Regions from separate parts of the Mus musculus genome. Here regions 1 and 3 are each linked to region 2. Evidence: chromatin contacts called from public promoter capture Hi-C data. All regions are on one chromosome and are shown on one strand. The core of a region is the stretch at or near the end of the contact, and the rest is flanking DNA. Distances in the headings are between cores, read along the strand shown.

Region 1 (3,115 bases), core at 437-2,936, 3.0 Mb after region 2:
GATAGCAGAATCAGGGTTATTGAGAGCGAGGTCGCCATCCCCAGAGCCATGTGTGTGGTAGCTCAATAGAACAACTTGGGTTCAGAACTGACTTTGGAAATACCGTGCTGCCATGGGAAACCAACGTGGAGAGTGATTTGCTTAGCTCTCTCACGGAAATCTCGAGTCACTGTGTTTCCCTTTGTCTCTTCAAAGCGTTTCAAAACAGTACAAACAAAACAGTCATGCTTTTCCTGTGTTTTTAAAAAAATATCTCTGTGAACCTATTTCCATGGAATGACTTACAAATTTCTAGTCAGAAAAACAATATAAAACAGCACAACAACAACAACAACAAAATACCCACTTAAATTCTTTCAGCAGAGAAAAGGGCCAAAGAGAGCCACCATGACTTAGAAGGAAGCCCCGGGCTCCGCACCAGTTCTGGTGGGCTCACAGTTCTGCTTTTTTAACTTTGCTATCTTCTTGCTGCAAACTCTAAACACACAAATCTCATGCAAGGAGAGGCAGAAAGAAAAGCAACCTGTTTCCTTCTCAACAACTGGCAGAGCCTACTTCTTGGTCAGTCACTGTGCTGACATCAATCAAGCGTCATTACCACGCAAAGGTGGAGGTTATCTGCCCTGGAAGCACACAGGCTCATCATTTAAACAAAAGCATTCACGTAATGCCAAGGGATGTCCCTCGGCATGTCCCCAGAAGCCTTCCAAGTTTTTGTGAGCATCATCAACTCTTTTAGGTTTATTTAATTTCCCTCCCACCTTTCCATTTCTAAGCACAAGGATATTTTTTCAAGACCCTCAAAATTTATACAGCAGAAAGGTTTTGGAAAAAAACTCAGATGTAAATAATTGCTATGAATAATTCCTGTCTCTGGAAAAGCTCAGGGCTTGGATGTTGCCTTTATGTTTTAGAAGTTCATCATTGTTTAAGAATGATTGATTAAGAAAGGAAACTTTGTACCAGATGAATTTTCATCTTCACAGCTGTACACAAAACTTAAATTTCAGCAAAATAACTTCAGCAATGGTTTGGTTGTGTTTAAAGACATGGTTATTAAGTATATTCTAAACCAGTATTCCTCAAAGAAGTGACCGACAGATTACTGACCAGCCTGACACAAAGCACAAATAGTGTCAGGCAGATGTTTTCAAAAATGACCGTCAGGGAGATTATAGATGATGCTGAGATTTAAGGAAGTCACCACAAGAAAACAACTTCCGTAAAATACACACTTGCTACCAGAAGCTCAGGATGCCATTGCTGACTCTGACGGCTGGCTACTCTTCAGAGACACAAGCAAAGCTCGTGTTACAGTTATAGTAGGACCTGCCCTCAGATCACAAATATTGCCTGTGCCCAATAAGCAAAGCCAAGGAAACGTGAGAAATAGCAAGACGCAAACTTAAAAGGGACACATACCCGAATCCGCAGTCATGTAGTCAGTGGAAGTTCACAAGAGGTGTGGATCCTCCTTTCACCAGGTTCTTGAAAGTCTCTTCAAGGTGCCTGAACCCCTCAAGATGGCTGGGCTCCCCCTGAAAGAGCTGTTGTCCCCTCCATTGCTCAAGTCCAATTCATAAGTGAAGAGGAAAAGCAAAATAATAAAAAGAAGAAGAAAGAAAGAAAGAGATTTGCAAGCCTATTCGTGCCCAACAAACCACTACCTTGAAGGGGCTAGGCTTTGAGCTCAATGAAGTAAAGGCTGTTTGGCTAAATGGCAGGCCCACTTCCTCCTATTCTTTCCCTACTTAGTTTTCCGGCCTCCAGTGGAGCGCTGTTTTTTTCCCCTTTCCTGTGCTATAAATAAGCTGCTGCTGTGAGTACCGAGGAAAGAGGAGGCAGGAAATGTATTTGATTTCAAAAGGCAGTCAGAGGTGTGTGTGTTAGGTGTGTGTGTGTGTGTGTGTGTACAGTGTGCATGTGTGTGTGCGCACGTGTGCATGTGCACACATATGCATGTATGAGTGTGTGTGTGTGTTCCTTCCAAGTCTGCACTGGTAAACACACTGAAGAAAATTTAACCTAAATAATTCAACTTTAGTGTGAGCCATTGAGTTGTGACTTAACTGGTCCCTCAGTCTCTACTTGACTAGAAGTTGTCACTTCCCACCAGCGAAGCTTGAATTCAGAAATAATAGCATTTTCTGTGTAAACTACCACGAGCAGATTCACACTGCATCCTTCATTTCCTGAAAGACAAATTTGTGGGAGTGGGGGGGGGGTGCCTGAATACCAGGAGGAAGACCTGGTTCTGTTCTGTTCTTTTGCTTTCTGTCTTATTTTTTTCTTTCCTTTCCTTTCCTTTCCTTTCCTTTCCTTTCCTTTCCTTTCCTTTCCTTTCCTTTCCTTTCCTTTCCCTTCCCTTCCCTTCCTTTCCTTTCCTCAGACAGTTTAGACGATGCCTTACTACACAGCCCAAGCTAGGCTCAAACTCGTGATCCTCTTGCCTCACCGCTCAAATACTAGGATTACAAAGTGAGCACCATGTCAGACTCATTCTCTCCTTTCATTTAAAAATATGTTGAGGCTGGAAAGCTGACTCAGCAGGTTACAAGCACTTGCTAGCAACCCTAGGGGCTAGAAAGTGTTTTCCAGTACCCATAGAATAAGCCCAGCATCCCACAAATGCCTGTAACTCCAATTCTGAGAGTGCCAACACCCTCCTCTGGCCTCTACAAAGTGACCCCTCCAGTGTGTGTGTGTGTGTGTGTGTGTGTGTGTGTGTGTGTTCACACACACATGCAGAGGAATTATAAAAGTCTTTAAGAGAAAAAGTAGAGAATTTCTTGAGTCAAAATACCAAAAAAAAGAAAGAAAAAGAAAGAAAGAAAGAAAGAAAAGAAAAAAGGAATATACCTTCTGAATCTAATATGAATGGGAAAAACAGACATAGCTTTTCTGCATTCTTGCAATCCAAATTCCCTCATATTATTGACAATGCAAGCAAACCCCAAAATAATAGCATTTTTTCCCACATAACAGACGAGCAGCTAAAACTTTTGCTAACTTCTGATACTGATATGTAGAGAAACAACCATTTGTGTAATAGTAAGTAGAAGTATAAACTGGTCTGTATTATTTTTTAAAGATTTGTTTTACTTCTAATTACGTG
Region 2 (3,174 bases), core at 58-2,557:
CGAAGCTGGTGCTTTGGTTCAAGCTAGAAGTTAGCTGAAGGGAGCAGCCTGTCAGGAAGGAGAAGAAGTGCTGACAGGACATACTGAGTGAAGGGGCGAGGGAACAGAAACTTGAAACTGGGTAGTTTCTAAGAAAGGCTGAGTCAAAGAGTCTAGAGAAAGGCTGGGTGGAAGAGCATGGTACCACAACATGGCAGAAATGGGTCTCCTGTTGAATGTCTTCTTACATTCTACCACTTAACACTTCCTTTTACCCAAGGAGGGGCAGGTATTGTTTGCAAGGAAATTCATTGGGCATTTTGTATTTAATTATATATAAAACGAGCTCACTGGATTGAGTTGCCCAATAAATTTTTATACAATTCCTGAGTAGACACTATATATGTATATATATATATATATACATATATATTCCCTTTTAAAATGTACTTTTCTCTCATACAATCCCTTTGACTGCAGTTCCCCCTCCCTCAACTCCTCCCAGTTACCCCCTTCCCCCTCTTCCCCAGCTGCATTGCTCCTCTGTTTTATAACATTTTATAATATATTATTGAAAGATGTTTCACCCACCTGAATGACACATTTGAAGGAATAATGATTCTGTCTATTATTGGGCATTTACTGCATCTGCCTACTTTCCTTGATTTTTGTTGTAGTTAAATGCATGTGATAAAACTATAATCCTAGCCATCTTCAGGGTACAGTGTATATGGCATACAACAATCACTGCTCTTTACCTTCATGGATAATTTTATTTTGCAAATAAACAAACAAATAAGAAGCTAGGTCTATGAAAAGAAAGCTTTCCATACCTCAGCCATGCTTTTACAAGATTTAATTTTCATTAAATTTTAAAGGTCGGGCTACAGTAATGAAGAAGTGACCATGCATAGCAAGCAGGTGAGTATTTATTGTTGAGGCATTTTCTAAGTACTTTGAGCATATTCACTCACATAATTATTAGCAAGCATGCGTTTTGCACATGGGAGAGATGTATTTGTGGAATGGATTTTGGTACCAAGCAAACATTTCCCAGTAAATCTTGTCAATCTAGATGGAGTGTTAGAAATGTTCCTATGGGGCAAAAATCTGACAGTAAGTAGGTTTAAAGAAGTCTTCCTTTTAGCCACTTTTAGACAGGGACACTGAGGGAAGTTGTTTCTAAATGCTCAAGAACATCGGAAGTGACTCAACTCGGTTAAGGTCTTCCAGAAGACTCAGGAAGGGAAGACTTTAAAGTCAGCTTGGGTCTCCGCTCAACCAAGAGCTGGAGGACAAGGGGCGTGGCCTCAAGTGGGCGGGCACCGTTGGGGCGTGGCCTGGAAGCGACAGGGCGTGGCTGTCTGACCGGGGCGGGGCGCCGGCAGCGGGCGCGATGGCGGCTGACGGGGACTGGCAGGATTTCTATGAGTTCCAGGAGCCGGCCGGGAGTGTCCAGGAACAGGAGAACTGTAACGCGAGCCCGGAGGCTGGCGCGGGGGCACACGCGGGCGGCGACAGCTTCCCGGCGCTGGCTTCCAGCCTGGAGGAGAAGCTGAGCCTGTGCTTCCGCCCCACGTCGGAGGCCGAGCCCCCACGGGCGGCCGTGCGGCCCATCACGGAGTGCAGCCTCCTGCAAGGGGACGAGTGAGTGCGGGCCCCGGAGCGGGCGGGCGGGCGGGAGCGGCCCCAACCTCGCCCTGCCCCCGCCGCAGCCGGGAGTCCCCACAGGCCCCGCCCCGCGCCCTCCTTCTTCCTCGGTCGCTCTGAGCCCCGCCCCGGGGCTGCCGGCCTGGCCCTGGAGTTTAAATGCCCGCTGTTGCCCTGCCTTCCTTCCCCTTGAACCCTCCTGCAGACCCCTGTGTGCTTCCTTGTGGAGACCCTGCCTCCTGGGGCACGTGTGGCTCAGTTCATTCATTCAACTCGCTTTTCTTAAAGCCCCTGTCATGGGGCCTGGCACTGGGGATGCCGAAGTGGGCATTGCTCCTCTCAAGTAGGACACAAAGTGGGATGGGACATAGGTTGGTTAAGCACATGTTTTCCGAGTGTAATGAGTACTTTGATAGGTATTTGTACCGGATACGGGAGATTTCAAAGGGGATGTCCGAATGAAGACTTTATAGCCGCTAACTGAATCCTTGATGGAGATCTGGGAGTTAGGCAGAGTGCAGAGGTGTGAGTTACCATTGAAGTTATAGAAGTCTCTTGGGCCCACAAGAACAAACTGTCACAGAGGCAAAAAGTAAATGGTAGCCCTTACTAATGATATCTAATAGTGTATCCAGAAGACCAGTGCACAGCAGCAATGGCTCCCGTTTTCTCTGTGATTAGCTTCAGTGTGATGACATTCACAGGGGTTGATGAAAGCGCTTTATTCAGACACTTTTAAACCCAATTATTGTTTGTTTACACGAGAGTTGTAATTATGTACCGCATCTTTTCGTGAAAATCTAGCCAAAAGAATGGTGCGAGCCAGTGAGCTCGAGTGTTTTGTTTGCAGGGTGAGTGGAGACCCTAAGAGTACTGGCCCTCTTGGAAGGTGATGGGTAGGACCCGTTTCCAGAACATTGGGAACACAATGGTGGCCGGAGACACTACATGTTAGTGAGGAGAATTGAAACAACAGCATTTTTTATTACATCTTAATAATTTTGTGTGAGTACTTGTGTGATTGTGGACGGGTAAAGCAAGCCTGTCAGACGCATCCTTGGAGTCAGACCACTTGTACAGTCAGCTTCTCTCTCTCTCTCTCTCTCTCTCTCTCTCTCTTTTTTTTTTTTTTTTTTTTTTACAGATCCCAGGTCTCCGGGGTCATTGGTCTTGCTTGATGCCCGGTATCTTTAGGCACCAAAACCATGGGAGGAATTCTTGAACTATGATAAGATTCATGGCATTAAAGAGTTTTAATTTCTCAAGGAATTAGGAAATTTACCAAGAGAGAGCAGAGAGAGAGGACCTATGCTAACATGGGTGACTAGCCATGTTCTCCTCAAGGGCAGTGGAGGTATAAGTGTATGGTGGGAGTTTAAATGCAGAGATAAGCATGCGGTGCACAGCAAAAGGTGACTTTTGTAGATTTTCCCCAAAGAGCAGATGGCTTCCTCTATGTAGATTTATAGACTTGAATTATTGAGACTTACTGCACATTCAGGATTTTTAAATTTATATTTATGAGTACTTTACTTAAAACAGATG
Region 3 (3,087 bases), core at 337-2,836, 2.9 Mb after region 2:
ACTGAACTTTGAGATGATCTTTATAGCTTTTGTCATTATTTCTATGTTTCCCCCTACTGACTGGACAGAAAAGGACATTAATAAGTCCTGTTTTCTAATCCAGTTGCTTTGGGTTTGTATATTCCAACTAGCAAACTCAATTTGCTGGCTCCTAACATAATTTAGTGTGTGAAAATAGAATCACTTTTATGGCACACATTATCAACAGAATACTGATTTATATATATATATATATACATATATGTATATATTAAATTATTAGGAACAAGCCATTTTAATTTAAAAATGGATGAGTAAAAGAAAATGGTATTTGTTATATAAAGTTATTTCCTGTCTGCATATCTGCCGGACTCACTCACCGTGGGGTGAACACTGTGGGGCACAACAGTGGATCTGTAGTTCGTAGTCTCTGTGTTCATTCATCCATTCAGCTAGTGCTCATTTAGTGCCCACTGGTGTCAGGCCCTGTTGAGGGCCAGTGAAGGATCCGTGCTTCTCAGTCACGGAGGAGTGGGCCAAGCCAGTGTCTTATCTCATGGGTCTTTATGTTTATGTTTCAAAACTGCTTCCACCTCTTCCTCTGTCAGGATTCTTCTTTTGATGGCAAGATATGATGGGAATTGGGTAATGAGGAAGATAACGTATTACTTTTAGATTTTTTTTTTATTCATTAATTTGTTTTTGTGTCAGTTAAAGGAAACATTAGCAAAAGTTCCGCCTAATCATGTGGGAAAGCCGTTACTGAAGAAGCCGATGGGACCAGCCCACTGGGTGAGTCGTGATCCTCCTGAGGCTACTTCCTAAGCGGCCATCCTTTATGTCAACACTCAGAGCCCAGGTTGGCCTCAGATTCTTGGCAGTCCTCTTGCCTCAGCCTTCCAAGTACTGTGATTACACCTGATTTAAATTACATTTTCTGATATGTGATTTGCTACATGGACATCTTTGGAATATTTTGGGGGAACCTCCAGATTTATGAAGAATAAATTTTATTTGTGTGTGATTTAAAGCACTTAACTCATAATTTGTAAACATTTCATGCACTTATTAAATGAAGTTTGGTATGAGTGAAGCGTTTTTTTCTAATTGCCAGATGGATCCAACCTTGCCTGAGCTGAGCCAACTTCATGCAGTGAATTATGAGAAAGCTAACCAAGAATTCTTACTTTATTTACATATATTATTGTTTTGAGACTAACTTTTCTGTCCTGTCACTTTACTAACCATTCACATATTAGCCAGTGGGAAGGACCGTGTGTGGGGAATGCTGGGGAGTCACGTGTGACAGCGTCAGTTTTTTTCTTTAAGAACAGGGGATCAAGCACATGTGTAAATCCTAACTGGTTGCTTAAATTGTGCTTTAGGAAAAGATAGAAGCCATTAACCAAGCCATAGCCAATGAATATGAAGTCCGGAGGAAGCTGCTAATCAAACGCTTGGATGTCACCGTCCAGTCCTTTGGCTGGTCTGACAGAGCTAAGGTACGGTGGAGTAGTTGTTTATAACACAGTCCCTACACCCCTGAAAGGAAAGCTTCCAGGTGACCCCAGCCCCGCCTGCCTTGCCTGCTCTGTCAACAAGCCTGGCAGCTGTATTTGTACAAGGTAATTCTTAACTACGGCAAACTGCACAGAGTTTAAAACTATTTCCTACCACCTGGAACCCAGTAAACTCCTCAGATCTTTAATCTTTTTAGTTGTAGTGTTTGTTTTCTACACCCCATTCTGAATTTTTAACATTTGTCTTTGAACACTTTTGTTTCAACAGAGTCAGACAGACAAACTAGCTAAGGTTTACCAGCCGAAGCGCTCACTCTTGTCGCCTAAAGGTAAGGTCTCTGTTGCTCACCTTCTGGCCGCCAGACAAGACTTGTCAAAGATTTTAAGGACAAGCAGTGGGTCCATAAGAGAAAAGACTGCCTGTGCCATTAATAAGGTGACTAGAGTACTTCTGATTTTCTTTCCCATGCATTAGTCTCTCTGTAAAATGAGAAGTTTACGTTATCTTTCTTATCGCATAGGTGCTGATGGGCAGGGTGCCTGACAGAGGCGGCAGACCTAATGAAATTGAACCTCCACCCCCAGAGATGCCACCGTGGCAGAAAAGACAAGATGGCCCCCAGCAGCAAGCAGGAGGCCGAGGCGGAGGGAGAGGTGGTTATGAACATTCCTCATACGGAGGACGAGGAGGTCATGAACAAGGAGGGAGAGGTGGACGTGGTAGCTATGACCACGGTGGCCGAGGGGGAGGAAGAGGAAATAAACATCAAGGAGGCTGGACAGATGGAGGGAGTGGAAGTGGAGGTGGTTATCAGGACGGTGCTTATCGAGATTCGGGCTTCCAGCCTGGTGGCTATCATGGTGGCCACAGTGGTGGCTACCAAGCTGGTGGCTATGGTGGTTTCCAGACATCTTCATATACAGGAAGTGGCTACCAGGGCGGTGGATACCAGCAAGACAATAGATACCAAGATGGTGGGCACCATGGTGAACGAGGCAGTGGTCGTGGGGGAAGAGGTGGTCGAGGGGGTCGGGGAGGACGTGGAAGCCAGGGAGGAGGCTGGGGAGGAAGAGGGAGCCAGACTTATCATCAAGGGGGCCAGTTTGAACAGCACTTCCAACATGGAGGCTATCAGTATAGTCATTCTGGATTTGGACAAGGAAGACATTATACTAGTTGAGGCTACAGAAACTCACATTTTGCTAGAGCTCAAGTAATAGAAACTTAGTTTCAGAATCCTGAATCCAACATCTATTTGGAATGAATGTAAGACCACAGGTAGCAGGCATACTCCTGCTTAGGATAACCATTTGCTGGTCTTCATTCAATTCTTTCTCTCTTTTTATTACTAAACAGTTTTACATAACACTGTTTATTTAAGAAACATATCTCTTCTTTCTATGAAAAACAAATTTTAAAGGCAATTTAAGTTGCCTTTAGTTGACCGGTAAACTAATCCAGTTGGAACATACATGCTTTTTTGAAGAAATTACTTGAATAAAATAGTTTTCACATTTTCAATATGCAAGTTTTGAAAATGAGGATTTGCCTGGACTTTTTTATATTTAATGCTGGGAAACCTTCCTC

Evidence for each region. Promoter capture Hi-C pulls out the DNA fragments that hold promoters and counts their contacts.
Region 1: a contact with region 2 is called in a promoter capture Hi-C map of pre-B cells. The contact joins the promoter of Rasgrp3 here to the promoter of Fez2 in region 2. A contact is called at or near these places in 4 of 39 promoter capture datasets (the 3T3-L1 cell line, cranial neural crest, hippocampal neurons and 1 more).
Region 3: a contact with region 2 is called in a promoter capture Hi-C map of liver, with 6 times the contacts expected there. The contact joins the enhancer-like site here to the promoter of Fez2 in region 2. A contact is called at or near these places in 9 of 39 promoter capture datasets (the 3T3-L1 cell line, the C10 cell line, cranial neural crest and 4 more) and 1 of 115 datasets of contacts at active chromatin or transcription factors (stem cell-derived neural progenitor cells).

The regions. Positions count from the first base shown.
Region 1 is chr17:75,434,476-75,437,590 of GRCm38.p6, reverse strand. Rasgrp3 (RAS, guanyl releasing protein 3) reads right to left here and starts at 1,686. Exons shown (of 17, transcript NM_001166493.1): 1 at 1,423-1,686.
Region 2 is chr17:78,416,285-78,419,458 of GRCm38.p6, reverse strand. Fez2 (fasciculation and elongation protein zeta 2 (zygin II)) reads left to right here and starts at 1,307. Exons shown (of 8, transcript NM_199448.3): 1 at 1,307-1,626. The coding sequence starts at 1,376.
Region 3 is chr17:75,537,795-75,540,881 of GRCm38.p6, reverse strand. Fam98a (family with sequence similarity 98, member A) reads left to right here. Exons shown (of 8, transcript NM_133747.2): 5 at 691-771; 6 at 1,365-1,481; 7 at 1,768-1,935; 8 at 2,021-3,087. The coding sequence ends at 2,680. Among named protein-coding and RNA genes, the nearest start is that of Fam98a, 13 kb to the left of the region's middle. Within about 2 kb of position 1,586, at least 25 of the 459 cell types and tissues checked have an H3K27ac peak or open chromatin away from gene starts, as enhancers often do. A contact at or near this core is called in liver, where this site is marked.